Regions from separate parts of the Muntiacus reevesi genome. Here region 2 is linked to region 1. The links are chromatin contacts, called in public Hi-C maps. All regions are on one chromosome and are shown on one strand. The core of a region is the stretch at or near the end of the contact, and the rest is flanking DNA. Distances in the headings are between cores, read along the strand shown.

Region 1 (7,643 bases), core at 3,060-5,559:
GCAGAAAGACCATCCACCCTCACAAGAATGTGGTGAATATTGTCAGCACCCCCAGGCTTTCACACTGAATATTATCCTTTCAAAACAGTTGCTTCATGGGAAGTTGTTAGTAATACATGTGTTTCAAATGTATTTGAAAGCATTTTTTAGATATCCTGTTTTGAAGTGTCAGAACGATACAATGACTAGTAGACTAGTATCCCAAAACTATATAGACTAGTATTCCAAAGACCTGGGTTCAAGACCGGCATATATTAGCTCTGTGACTTTTCGTAAATCTCATCTTTCTGAGTCTGTTTCCTCATTTGTGTAAATAGGTGAAGAGGTGAGATGAATTAATATTCTCCTTTAGCTCCCATGACTCTAATTACTTTCAGAGTTTTCATAGCATGGTGAACATTCCCAGCTATATCGAACATCCTCTCTTTGACTGTAGAGTTGGTTTTTTGGAACAGATAAAACTTATTAGAGCCAGGTATTTTAATACTATGTATGACAAAGGTAGATGGTACTCTTTTTAAGGCTTGGAATTATCATGCTTGCCTTTATTTCTGTATATTCATTTGCAAGTGGCAGAAAACACAATACAAGTTGTCTTAAGCAAAGAGAAAATTACTGGCTCATATAACTGAAAAGTTCAGGGTCTCCAGCTTCAGTCACAGCTTGACCTAGGAAGTGAAATAATGTCATCAGGGCCTACTCTTGCTTTTCTCAGCTCTGCCTTCTCCCCATTAGTTCCATTCTCAAGCATGTTCTCCATTGGGTGGCAAGATCACTGCCAGTAGCCTCAGGTTTACATTTAGTGGTCTCAGCAATCCTCATAGAGAGATTCACTTTTCCCAAAAATTTCCCCAAAGTCTCAGAATTGACTTTTTATCAGCCCTGCTTGAGTCATTTGCTTATCATGAGCTAATCACAGAGATCAGGAAGATTCTCTGACTGGTGAAGCCTGGGTCACATACTTACCCTGGAAGCGGGGACAGGGAATTCAATTTTATGTGGGTCACTTGGACTGAACATGGTGGAAGGGTACCTTCCCAAATAAAATCATTGTGCTGATCTCAAATAGGTAGAATGATTCTGAACTTTAGAGGAGGAGGAAAGAGGAAGGGTGAGCAAGAGAGCACATCTACTCAATTGTTGCATTTTTTGACAAACTCATTCTTTGAAATTCATCCTTTCCCATTTTTACTGCAGTATAGGCACCTACTATCTCATAATAGCTTCTATTTTCCTTGCCTCTTATCACTCCCCACCCCCCCCACCAAGTACATTCCAGGCATTACCACCACATTACTTTTCCCAAAGCACTGGTTTGATCTTTTCACTCTCCAGCTCAACATCTTTCAGAAACTCTCTTCTGACTACTGAACCAAATTCTATATTCCTCAGTCTGGCATTTAAGATCTTCCACAACTGGATCCTCCATATTTCCAGGCTTATCTATCTACCTGCACTTGTCCCAGGTACAGTGTTCATCATATCATGTTTTCCTTATGATGCCTTTGCTCTATTTATATGTTCCCCCAACACCATTTCTCTCATCCTAAGTCTGATATGGAATGATGAACCAGATATTGCTAATTGTCTCCACTATCTGTTCTCCTGTTTTCTTTAGTACTAGAACCACTGATTTCTAGCTGGGTACATGCCCACTCAATAGAAACTGTATGTTTCAACATCACTTATGGTTGACTGCTGACCAATAAGGTGTAAGTACCGTGGTGTACACAACTTCTGCAAGTGTTTTTAAGTAGAGGGATATTCTTTTTAGCCTCTGTTGCTTTTCTGCTGCTTGGAATAAGGAGGTGATGGCTGGAGCTTGAACAGCCTACTTGATGGTAGAAGCTGAACCTTCAGGATTGTGAAGCCATGTGACAGAAGAAGCCTGTGTCCATATTGATCAGAGAGCCACCATATCAACTTTGCACTGCATAAACCTACATGAGAGGAATATATTTTATTTTGCTTAAGTTTGTTATTTTGAATTTTTTCTCTTTATTTTTTTTAATTTATGAGTTTTTAATTGCAACAGAAAGTAGTCTATCATTTCCTTGTCTAGCAAAATATTTGCTTGTGGGCCAGTGCTTGTGTCACATAAAATTTTGCTTTCACAACTCATGTATAAAACAGTTGTCTCTAATATATCTCTCATGGAATCAATTATGGACACCTCTGTATTTCACATCCTTTTTCTGATGTTGGAATAGGCAACTGAAAAAATCAGAGAGCTGAAAGGACTGATAAAAGCCTAAAAGGACTTAGACTCTAAACTGTATCATCCCCTACAAAAGAGTCATTTTAACATGTTACCTACTTATAAGGAAATGTTTTGAAAATTGACTTTGGGTCCAGTTTATTTCACAAATTGCCATCCATTAAACAAATGTTTATTTATTGCTTCTCTATACGGGAACATAAATAATCTGCAGGAAGAGGGAAGAGAAAGAGAGATGAGACACAATGAGGGGACCTCCTGGCTTCTCCACAACATTTCAGCCCCAGGTTTCAGACTATTCCCAAGCCTTCTTTCACCCCTACCCATGGATTCTGAGAGCAATCTTTATATCCTTAAAGTAATTCCTCCCATTCTGCTTATACTTGGAATGGATTTCTGTTATTGGCCACCAGAAAAATTTCTTAAATAATGCATTTTCATGGAAAGACTACTTTCTGTTGCAGTTATTTATTTCACTTAGTTATTATTGACATGTTTGTTTTCTTCACTATGTTTGAGTCCTTGGATGATGGAGATTGTGTGGAATGGTTTCTCTCTTCCCAAGTCGAGCAGTAGGTACACAGATTGAACACAATAAACATTTGATAAATGAATGACATGGTGAAAGGGAGAGAAGGGGACTCAGGGAGAACCAACCTCCCTCATCAGGGAGATCATGTCTAGTCCCAGTAAACAAGGGATGGGGTAGATTTAAGAACTGTTTCTGAATTAGAATAGGTAAGACTCGATATATTGGAGATGGAGTACAAAAGAGTAAATAGTGAGTTTCTAGGTTTGTTTTTATTATAGGTGGATGATAACAGTAATAATGTTATTAATAGATAATATTCATTACACACCCTTCTAGCTCAGTTGGTAAAGAATCCGCCTGCAATGCAGGAGACCCTGGTTCAATCCCTGGGTCAGGAAGATGCCCTGGAGAAGGAAATGGCAACCCACTCCAGTATTCTTGCCTGGAAAATCCCATGAACAGAGAAGCCTGGCAGGCTACAGTCTATGGAGTCTCAAGAATCTGACACGACTTAGCTACTTAGACAAATACACAATATTCATTAGGCACTGTGTCATGAAGTACACTAAGTATTTTACATACATTAAACCATTTAATTTCTTAACGACTTATTGAAGTGGGTCTTATTATCCCCATTTACTGGGGCTATTAGAGATCAACTAGCTCAAGGTCACTGACAACAGCTAGTAGGTGCCAACCTCAAAGCCAGGAATCCTGATTCCTATAGCCATACACGTAACCTACTCTTCTTTATTGCCGCTCAAGGATGGCATCAATATACAGCATGGGGGTCCTACTCAATATACATATTGCATAAACTGCCTGTATCTCTTTGACTAAACATAGAGACGCATATTTGATGTGACTGCCTCTTTTTTATCAGATTTTCGGAAACATGGTTTGTAGTTTCATGTTTCCTTTCTGGAGGACCTAAAGTGGGGTGGAAGCTTGATAAAAGTTGACACGAAAGATGAGAGAAGGTAGGTAGAGACACGACATTCTCGAATGCTCTAACAGTTGCTGGAATGCTAGGATCTAGGTTCTATCAGACTCCCCTTCCTCCCATCCATGCCCCCAGAGACTCACGCACGCGCACACACACACAGACACACGTTGTAAGGTACATATGCGCGCCGAGTCTCAGGTTGGATATAGTGGTCCTCAACTCACATCGAAGGTTCCTCTTCCGACTCCTGGAGAGACCAGCAAACTCGAAGTGAACCGGAGACCGTCTGTCAAGCCCAGGGCAACAAGGTTCAGCGCCAGTTCGCCCTGGTTCCCAAGGAAACCGCCCGCGAAGGCACCTGGGGCCCGCGCCCAACACCTGCGAAGGCCCCGCCTGGCGCCAGGGGGCGCGGGAGCGCGTCGGCCCCTCCGGCCCCACGCCCGCCCCGCCCCCTCCGGCCCCACGCCCGCCCCGCCCCCTCCGGCCCCACGCCCGCCCCGCCCCCTCCGGCCCCACGCCCGCCCCGCCCCCTCCGGCCCCACGCCCGCCCCGCCCCCTCCCCGCCTCTAGCCCCGCCCCCTCCCCGCCTCTAGCCCCGCCTTCCCTCCGCGGGGCCGCTCGGCTCCGGGCTCCGGCCCGGCTCCCGGCGCAGGCGCAGTCCCGCGCTCCCTCGGCGGCTCCTCCAGCCGGGCACCCGCCGCGGTAGAGTGTAGCGGCGTCGGCCAGACGTCCTCCTCCGCCTCAGAGTGCTTCGGCGTGCGCTGTGTGCGGCTCTGCGAGCGCCCCTGAGCGCGGGCCGCGGCGGTGGTAGGTTAGTCAGGTGAGCGCGGCGGCGGGAGGGAGAGGCCCGGGACGCGGAACACCGCCCCCCTCAGTGCTCGCGCGCCCGCCTCCCGCGAGCCGGCCTGGAGGGGCGGCCGCAGCAGGTGCAGGTGAGGGCGCGGCGCGCGGGGACCCGGCCCGGCTGTCCTGGCCCCGGCGAGCGCGCTCCCCCGCCGGGGCTCGCGGACTCCGGCGGAGGCGGTGGCGGAGGCTCGGCGCCTTGGGGCATGTGGGCGCCCCTTGGGGCCGCTGGTGGGCGTCGGGCGGCGGCGGCTCCTCCCCCGTCCCTCGGGCGCGTTACTCATTAACTGCGCGGTCCTGAGCGCCCGAGGCGTGGAGCCAGAGCCAGGTTACCTGTCGGGGGGGCGCGCGCGGCCGGAGCTGAGGGCCCGGGCTTGCGGAGCAGGGTGTAAAGAGACTTCGCGAACAAGTGTGGAGGCCGGCGCCGCGCGGGAGCTGGACCGGGCGAGGCAGTAGGCATGGCCCGAGGGTCTTAGGAGGCGGCGAGCCGGGCACGGCGCCAAGGCGTAGAGGTCACCCTTGGGAGGTTTCGGCGAAACCTGGTGGTCAAGAACCGGCGCCTTAGGAGACAGCTCAGTTCAGCCTGACTTTTGTTTCGGGGAGTTGAGGCGAGCTGTTTAGACATAATTGTAATTACACTACCCTTCCAGCGTGGATAGCTCGCTCCGATCGCCCAGGGAAAAGAGTTTAATGGACTCGGGAAGTGATGGTGTAAGATGGAATCTGCAGCACGTGAAGAGTTGCCAGTTGTTATGGGATTAAAAAGAAAAAGTCTATAATGGCTAAAGGGTAAAGTCTTGAAAATTAAGAGCGCTCAGGTAATGGTGATTCGGAAGATGCAGACAGTTTAGTTTCACGGAAATGTAGCAAATTCCGAGGCTACCTGTTCCCCACTTCTGTTTCCCCCTCCAGCTTTATTTCAGGGTCGGGAAAGAGCCTTCCTTGTAAGCTTTTGCACTGAAATGATTACATAATTGCAGCAGAGGCCAGTAAGAGGATTAGAACAAAACTGTTGTATTGTAAATCTGTTGCAAGACCCGGTTTCTGTTCATTATCCTTATTTTGTTGTTCATGCCATTTTAAGGGGAAAAATGGTAAATGATATATCAAGGAGAAAGGAGGCAGAGTGGAGAAAACAGTCAAATAGATTTGTAACCAGTCAGAGTAAATATTTGATACTGTTGAAAGATTTCACCACTTAGATGGGGCCTTGTTGTGTTAACGCTTGCTGTTTTATTTACTAGTGTGGTGCGTTTTTATAGGAGCTTTCATATTTGGACAGGTACGTACCCCAAATATGGTTTGTGTGATAGAATCCTATCCTTGTGGAATATGTAGAAATACACTTAGTGGTTATATAATGTTACTACAATAGTATATTTCTTACTATTAGAAAAAAAAAAAAACCTTTTCTTTTCTTTTTTTTCCTATTTCCACTATTTCGAGAACCAAAGGGCGTACATAGACTGCAACTCTTCTGGTATATTTGGCAAACAACTCATCGGTGGTATTGAATACTGCTAACTTTTCACCAGGATGAATATTTGATGTTCAGCTGCTTTGTGAATTTTCTAATTAGTGGAGTTTCTAACTAGATCCAGTTGTAGGTTTTGAATTGGTGTAGTTAATGCTTTCTTTAATATTAGTTTCCTCTAATTTTCACTAAACCCTCAACTTCTACAGCACACGTAGACACTGTGTGTGTGTGTTGCTGTGCAGTGCAGTCTGTTGAACTTCCCTGACCTGGGATGAACCCTTGCCCCCTGCTGTGGAAGTGTGGAATTGTAACCATTGGACCAGCAGAGCAGTCCACTGCAAATAGTTTTTAAGATTGACAGATTCTTAGAAATCTACATCATCATCTTGGGATTTGATATGGCAGAACAAAAACTTGCAGGTTACAGTAGTTTTACACCTATTATTGTAATTAGTATACCCTCCCCCCCCCCCCTTTCTGAGCAGGACTCACTGAACCAATTTTAATAAAAAATTATCTTTTTTAAGTTTTAGCTCCATCGTTAAACCGTGCATATGACCTTGAGTAAATCATTTAACCTCTGAGCTTATTTTCTCCATTTGCAAATGGGGGTAGCATTAGGTTGGACGGTTTGGGGTTTGCCAGTATTCAGCTGTTTTTGACATGTCTCAATCTCACATGAGTTTCATAATGGTGGGATGAGAATTAGATGAGATACTCCGTGGAGGGGGTGGAGGAGGGGAACAGATACAGCTCAAGAGTGTGCCTTGCACTGTGCTTGTTGCTTCAAGCACCTTGACTCTCTAGTCCTTGAGACATTCCTGGCGTATAGGTGGTGTTATTACATTTTACAGATCATGAGGGTCAGAGAGGTGAATAACTTGCCTCTAGTTACCTAGTTGTCTGTAGACCTATAGCTGACTAATGGCAGAGCCGGTATTAAACACTGTGTGACTCCCCGAAATGGAAATCCTACCAGCCTTGCTCTTTCCGCTCCTGAAAAACACCTTCTGTAAAAGAGCTTTGTGACTAAGAAGACTGGTTAAAAAATAAACAGGTTTTCTGATGATGTGATACGAGCACTGCTGCTACCACTAAAGAGTCTAGCCCTTAGGGTGTATCAGGTTCTGGTCTAAGCATTATGCCAACTCATTTACTCTCACATTGACCTGGGAGTTAGGTAATACTTTATCCATTTAATAGTTGAGAAGATTGAGGCCCTGAGAGGTTATGAAGCTTGCTTAAGGTCACAAAGCTAATTAATGAGGGGACTAGACTAGAAGTTGGGCAGTTTTTCTTTGATGTCCATGCTCTTAACCTCTCTACTACTTCTTCCTGTGCAGATTATAATGCTGAAGAATTGGTTTTAATTTAGCTTTTATGAGATACTTAAATATTGGTGTAATAAGTAATTCTTAATGTATCACCAGAGATTTATAAATCAGACATTTCATTGAGTATCTACTCTTCTAGTCACGGTGGGGGTTAAAGGAAAGACTTTAGAAGATGTCTGGAAGGTAGACCATGTAATCATTGCCATATCTTTTTGTAAGTTTATCAAAATTTAGAAGGTACCTTCACATACATATGGTGCTGTAATTTTAATGAGTGTCAGGTAAGACAAAGT
Region 2 (7,643 bases), core at 2,914-5,413, 260 kb before region 1:
AGAGACACCAGAAATTGGGATTGTTATTTTACATGACATTACTCAATTTAAGATTTTTGACTCAATTTATTTCTTGTTACAGAACTCTGTGGGTCAAACAACACAGTTGAGGCCATTTGTCAAATCTCTGCCAAATATACTAGTACATAGATATGATAGATATGAGTACGCTGTGCTGTTATTCAAACCGGTTTTTAAAGCACTTGTGCCAAGAAGGTACAGACGAAATATGACAAAGCCTTCATGAAACTCACAGTTTAGTGGAGCGATCGGCAATAACGTCAGAGAAGAGAGTGAAAAATGGCATAGCAGAATGTGGAACCCAGGACTTAAGCCTGGTGATTTAAGTATTTGATCAGGCGTACGTTAAAACAAACAAACAAAAACCACAAAGAACCCCATTATTTCAAAAGTTGGCAAACTGGTGGACACCCAAGTAGATGGCTCTTTTGTTTAACAAAACACCTTAATGGATTTTTGGGGTGGGGGCTATGCATAGACAGGGTGACAGCCTTGCACAGTTCCAGGGGGACCATTCCTATTGTGCCCTGTGCAATTGGCACCCCCTTGAGCACCATTTAGGTTGTATTCTTTGTGAATGGTACCTCCTGGAATTGTGCAAGTTGGCGACTCTGTCAACAAAGATAGGCCTAGAGTCTGGTCTGAGAGGAGGATTGAGAGCTAAATCCTTCTACATAATAAAGTGGGAGGAATTTTAAGTCTTTGCCTAGGGGGTGGAGGCAGGAGGGTGGAGGGATGCTTGTAATGGGGAGAAGAAAAGGGTTTGGAGAAAAGATCTCTAGGATGAGGATGGGCCAGCAATGTGACAACAACCTGGAGCCTATGAACCTGGCGAGAGATTTCTTGTAATTTTTAAGAGAGATTTTTAAGAGATCCTTTGTTATCCTCTTTAACCTCCAGTAGATACTGATAAATGAAGTCAAATGCATTTTCTGTGGCATCAGCTACAATCTTTGAACCTCTTATGTATGAATCCGGAGAGAACCAGGAAAGAGTCAATGCTTAGGCTGACATAGCAACACTTGGCTAAACATATGAGGACTATGATAACTTGCCTTTTTATTGCTTTTCTTCAAAAAAGTTCAAAGAACTTATGCTTTTATTTCCTCATTTGTTCTAACATTCCAGTGTGGGAGGGGCAGATTTATGATAACATTATTTAGAGATGGAGAAATTGAAATAGAGATTAAATCGCTTACTCAATGTTGTATAGTTGGGCTGGTGAAGCCCACAGTGGAATTTGGTTCCACAAGCTCCTGCCACGAAGTGGAGAGATCATGAGTTTTGGAATTAGAGGGATCTTTGTTTGAACAACCCTGATTTCTGTCCCTTAATAAGAATGTGGCCTTTAAGTCAATTACTTCATCTAAGCCTCAGTTTTTCTCTTCTGTACAATTAAGGCCATCAAACCTCATAGTAGGGAAGTGAAGATCAATTTCAAAAATGCAGGTTAAACCCTTGCACAGAGTAGTTCGCAAATGAGATTAGTTCCACCTCCAACCCAGTAGTATCTGGTTAAATTTCAGTACAAATTGACAGTAATCAAAAAAGAATCCTATTACTTTTTTTTTCTAGTCTCCTCTCCAACTGAAAGCAAAACATAAATAAATAAATCACTTAATTTACTGGGAAGAACTTTTGCTTCAGTAGAGTTATTTCTGTTGGGGATAATTAGAAAAAAAAGGTGGGGGTGGGGATTTGTGGAAGACAAGATAGTAGAGTTCAGAGGTTCTAAAGCTTGAGGATGTATCAGAACCACTGAGAAGGCCTGTCAGGACACAGATGGCTGGGCCCCACACCAGTTATAAGGTCTGGAGTGGGGCCTAATAATTTGCATTTGTAACAAGTTCAAAGATGATGTTGATGATAGTAGTCCAGGGACTACACTTGAGAGAAGCACTAGCATTTCACTAGTTAAGTGAAATTCTGGGGGTGAGATCCAGCCCTCTGTGTTTTGACAAGACCTTTCGGTGATTCCGAGGCATTCCAAGACCTAGAACCTCTGGCATAGTGGTGAAAAGCAGCTGAGGAGAAAGACTCACATTCAAATCCTGGTTGCACCGTTTACTAGTTAGATGACCAGATTCAATGACAAACCTGCGGTGCCACTGAATCCAGCAGGGAGCCTGACAATGTTTGCGATTCAGGGTTCCTCTCGCTATCCCTCTAAGCCCTCGGTGGAAAGTAGCGAGTCCTGCCAGCCCAGGCTCCGTTTTTTACTTCTTCGCACTCCAAGGCACGAAAGGCTGATAAATTTGGCCATTAGAGAAGTATTTACAAACATTTCTGTGATCACAGAAATAAAACAAGGCAGCACTGTTAAAAAAAGAAAAAAGCCCAAAGCAAAGGCATTGTTTGCATCTTTCAATTCGTAATAACAGGTTGTGAACTATTTTCATTTCCCCTGACTTTCGTAGTAGAAAATTTAAAAAATCTTCCTCTTCCTCCCCTACAGTTTTAAGAGATGCTTGTAAATTTGTTTGGCAGATAGTATGCATGCTAAGCGCTCCCTGCCAGCCCCTGACCCAGAATCTAGCCTCAAATACAGAAACTACCTCAGATGTTTGGTGCCTTTCTGATTTTGTGGTTAAGGAATCCTTTTTGCCGCCTCCTTTCCCTGCCTGTCCTCTGACTCTAGGTCCTCGAACTGTCTCAGCTCACAGTGTCACAAGTAGCCAGGCTGGCCCCAGGACATTGTGTGGCTCACCTACCTTCATTTTTCCCATTGCAAAAACCTCTGTTGTTTAGTCTTCCGCGACCCTGTGGACTGCAGCCTGCCGGGCTCCTCTGCCCATGGGATTTGCCCCGAAAGAATACTGAAGTGGGTTGCCATTTCCTTCTCCAGGAGATCCTCCTGACCCAGGGATTAAACCCATGTCTCTGGCATTGCAGGTGGATTCTTTACCACTGGTCCTCTTGGGAAGCCCTCTACTATTTTATTTCCTTATTTCCTTCACTAACCTTTTCAATCACCTATTAGTAATCTGTAGTTTTCCAAATTACCTCCTTCTAGAGTGATTCCACTGGAGGAAAAATTGTTCTTATTAGTGACAAGGTATGAAAATGGTTGATTTTTACCCAGACCAGGTGGTGCTAGAGGTAAAGAATCTGGCTGCCAATGCAGGAGACTCCGGTTCCATCCCCGGGTCGGCAACCGGGTCTTATCCTCTAGAAGAGGGCATGGCAACCCACTCCAGTATTCGCCTGAAGAATGCCATGGACAGAGGAGGCTGGTGGGCTACCGTCCATAGCGTTGCAGAGTCGAACACTACTGAAGCAACTTAGCACACAGCATTTTCATTCTGAATTCCTCTAACAATCCAGAGATGATTATATATGTGTGCGTGTGTGCACATGCAAACACACATACACAGCAACTACATTAAACTTATCACAAAGGAGGAAAAACAAGCCTAGAGAGGTAAAGTAACTTGCCCAGGGTGAAAAAATAAAAGTATAAAATAACAGGGCCCAGGCAGTAAGCTTCCAGTTTTCCAGTTCTTGGCCTCAAGTGATGGAATAAAGGAATATAATTTGATTCCTGTCCTCAAAGAACTTAAAACTCGTGTCAGGGATGGGTGAAATTTACACACACAACATGAGTTAAAATAAAATCAAGAACTAATGTTTGCGGTATCGGGTTTGGTCTCTTTTGATCGGTTTCCTCCTCTGCCAGAAGTAAAGGGTAGCACCAACCTCAAGGGATTTGAGGACGATTAACTGAACTAAGCGCCAAAACGCTTAATACAGTGTCTATCACGCAGTAGGCGGTCAATAAATGTTAACTATTATTATTTTTAAAGGAGGCAAACTGGGGTGGTAAGAATACTGGAGAGAGTCGGAAGGCGGGTGAAGGCGCTGGACCCTGGCAGCTAAATCTTCTGAGCCTCAGTTTTCTCCTCTGTAAAATCAGGTGGCCTGAGTAGAACTCGTCGAAGAGCTGTAAACGCTTCACCCGGACTTTGGGGAAAGGCGGAGCCGCGGGGCAGAAAGGGTTAGCCAGGAGCCCGGGGCGGCTTTGCGGGCGCCGGCGGCAGAGGCCCCGCCCCGCCCCGCTTGGGAGGCCCTGGCAGCTCCAGCCCGCGAGCAGTTCCGGTGCCAAAACCTTTCCCTCCCCCGCTCCCCCGGAAGTGCTTTTCTAGGGTTCGGGCCGTAGAGAGGCCTTGTAGGCACAGACGCTGAGGCTTGGTCGGCTCCGAGGAGGGGCTCCCGCCCGTGTGGGAGCCCGGGGTTTAGCGCCGGTCGACCCGCGCCCTGGCCCCTCTCACCTCCCGGGCCGACGGTGAGTGGCCGGGGGAGTGAACTGCGACGGCCGCGGGCCGCGTCGGGGCTGGCGCTCTCGGGCCCCCGCTACCCGCTCTGGGCTCCAGGCTGCGGGCTGTGCTGTCGGGGTTCGAGAAAGGGGGTTGTCGACCGCCGCGGTTTTCGCCGAGCCGGGGGGACTGGAAGGAGCTGGCGGTGGGGGCCGTGGGGTGGGCGGGGCGGAGCCAGGGAGTGGGTTCCCGGAGCTGTTGTTGCTGTTGGGAGAGTTAAGAATGGGCTGGGCCTCCGTCCATCCAGCCCCCTCATTTCTGCTCCCCTGTATCCTCGCGCTGTCTCTGCGATTTGGTTTTTCTGTGTCCGACCCGGGGCTGGGAATCTGGACGTCAGACTCAGTCGTGGACTGTAGTTCCCGACTTCGGCGACCTCTAGGTCTGTCGTCGGGCTCAGTAATTAGCTGGGGTCTCTGGAGTGTCGTCTCTTCGGTCCCAGGGCGGGGCGATGCGTGTGTAGACGCCAGAGATCTACTGCAAGGCTTTCGGTCTAGACTGGTGTAGGGGTTGCTCAGGATCGGGTTGGACTGCGCTTGGGACCGGTGTTGGAGATGTAGGGCAGTGTGGCACCAGCGTGCCTCCCATGATCTTTACTCACTGGAAAGCTTACTCACGCTGTTGTTGAAGTCACTTCTTAAAACAACAAACTTGCTTGAGAAAAATCAGGAGTTGAGGTAAGTTCCCTTATTTTCTCCCCCGACGTTAGGAGATGCTGCTGCTCTCTAATCTGCACTCCTAATTTCTGTGGCTATCTGAAGTCACAGTGGTTTGGTGAGTTCAGTCTGCGGTTGTTGTAAGAATTGACCGCGTAGGGTTGGAGAATTATTACACCCTCCCTTTCTGCAAGTTTGTTTACCTTCATGTTTGGAATTGTCATTTTTCTTAACTTTTAAAGAAAAATTGTGCTCTGTAACTCCAAGGAGATTCCTTAGACTGTTACAGCTGTTGCTGCAGTGCAGAGGTTCACACAGGTGGCCAGAGGTGTTTTTGCTGTTGTGTTTTTTGCTGTTTTATTGTATTAGGTGTTTACTTCAGAAAAATTGAGTCTTTCGTAGAGGAGAAAGTGATGTAGGTAGTTGTTTTTAGCGAACAGGTTTTAGGTAATAAACTACTCCTGAAAGGTTTGTAGGAAATAGGATTTCCCACATTTAATAGTGATTTTAAAATTATGATCATAAAGGAATGCAGTTACTGTTGATTTTGACTGCCAGCAAATAACCATTACTTTTGCAGTGTAAAGTATATGCACACCACCTTTGTGAAACCAGTGACACTTCCCTGTACTTCTCATCTTGTGCTTGTTTTAGGACTTATGCTCTAGTTTTTTGGGAGTACTTATCTCCTTCTCCTTCCACCACCGGAAGGGAGTGATCTCATGAATTAGGGAAAATAGACTGAAGTGATTATTCAGGGAGCTGTCTTATGTACAAGAAAATTTATTTCACCACTGTTGATCTTCTACAGGTAAAGGGTGGAGGATTTTTAAAGCCCCTGCAAAAGATTGTGGCGTGAAGACTAGTTGCCCAACTTTTAGATTTAGATGGAAACTGTAGATTCTTAGCTATTTGAAATGCTTGGGATATTGAAATTGAGAGAATCTGGAAAAGGAGTCAGGTTAGATAAAGTTATGAATTCATACTGAAGTTGTGACACTGTTTTGAAGGGAAAGATTTCAAGAGTTGTAAGAATAGAAAAAGGAAAAATCAGATCCCAAAGTAAATTTAATTATGTTCACGTTAATTCAGCAGATACTGAACGTTTGCATTGGAAATTATATTATTCAAGTCAGTTCAACAGACTTGCCGTGTTAGGCATCAAACTTTGTTAGGCAACCATGTAGGAGCCAGAAAAGATACAGCCATAACAACTAAGCTTCATGTTTTGGCAGTAATTTTCTAAGGTGTGTCAGAAGTCATGAAGAGCATATTAAATATTTAGGCGTATTAAATTTTTTTTCTAATTGGAAGTGACTGCCTTGTGCTTCATGAAAGGCACTGCTAGGCATTAGAGGATGCAAAGGTTAAGTCTTGGGTCTTCAAGAATTTGAAATAAAGAATGAGATGTCAGATATTTGTATAATAATTTACAGCATATAAAAATAAATACTTCCTATGTGAGTGGTTTGATCTAAAGTTTGGAGTTGTTTGAAAGGAAAATGTGTTCATTTTTCTTGAGTAAAATGGAAGGTGGTGGAGGTACAGTAGTACTTTTAAAGTTAGCTCTGAAGCTATTATTTATTGAGCATTTCATGCATACCAGGCTCTATGCTAGTTGCTTTACATACCTTTTCTAAGCTTCACAATAATATCTGAGTATATTTCTTAATAATGAGGTCACTGATACTTAAGTAACTTATTTGGACTATGTAGTAGCAAGTAACAGCCCTAGTTTGAATACAAGTCTGTTTGGTGCCAAAATCTGTGTGTTTTTGCTACAACATGCTAATCCGGATAAACCAGCAGCCTGAGTTCAACATTACAGAGGGTAAGACTTTTCTAAGACAAAAATTTAGGGGCTGGAAGTAGGTGGATGAAGAAGGCTTGTTAAATAAAGGGAATGATGTGAGCACAAGTATGGAGGTGGGAAAGTTCATTGTGTACTCAGAGGAAAGTAAGTGGACCAGATTACCTAGAATATAGGGTTCATTTTGGGGAAGAAGAGGTGAGGTTTGAAATATAAATTGGGGCCAGATTGTAGAACATGTTTAAATGCTGTATTTTGGAGTATTTGGGAGGTAATGAGACACTACCAAGGTCTAATAGTGTAGCGTGTAGAATGATTTGTTGTAGAAAGCCGATTTTCAAGAGACTATAAATAATAGGCAAAGGCAGTGGTGGTATCATGGTTTAGGTAGGTAGGTGGGTGGGAGGAGGGATTGTTGGGAAAGATTTGGAGGAAGTGGAGGTTAATGATTACACACATTTTTATTGTAGGTGACGGCACTGGTGGTATTATTACTAAAAAATATGGGCAAGGAGGTGCATAATGAGATCAGCTTTTAATATAGTGAGTTTTTTATATACTTGACAAACACTGAAAATAGTCAGAATTTTTTGAAAATATGGGTTTGTAGTTCATGAGAGAGGTCAGTGCCAGGCATATATTAAACATTGGTGTAGAGAATAATATAAATAGATGTATTCATTGAATCTGTTTAAGAAGATGAAAGAGTCAAGGGAGAGTCTAGACGAAAAGAAAAAAAGAAGAACCTTTTATTTTCGATGGCATCTGTTTAAAACAGAAGGAAAAGACACTAAATAGATAGTTTTATTCAGTGAGTAAAAATTTTGGTAGTCTGTGGACTGCTCC

The links. A called contact is a pair of places that touch in the nucleus more often than the background predicts.
Region 2: a contact with region 1 is called in a Hi-C map of blood, with 2.5 times the contacts expected there. The contact joins the promoter of FRS2 here to the promoter of RAB3IP in region 1. A contact is called at or near these places in 2 of 3 Hi-C or Micro-C datasets (blood and muscle).

Annotation. Positions count from the first base shown.
Region 1 is chr4:158,736,395-158,744,037 of mMunRee1.1, reverse strand. It overlaps RAB3IP (RAB3A interacting protein), which reads left to right and starts at 4,309. Exons shown (of 10, transcript XM_065934645.1): 1 at 4,309-4,516.
Region 2 is chr4:158,999,951-159,007,593 of mMunRee1.1, reverse strand. FRS2 (fibroblast growth factor receptor substrate 2) reads left to right here and starts at 4,163. Exons shown (of 10, transcript XR_010663070.1): 1 at 4,163-4,303. It also overlaps the pseudogene LOC136167577.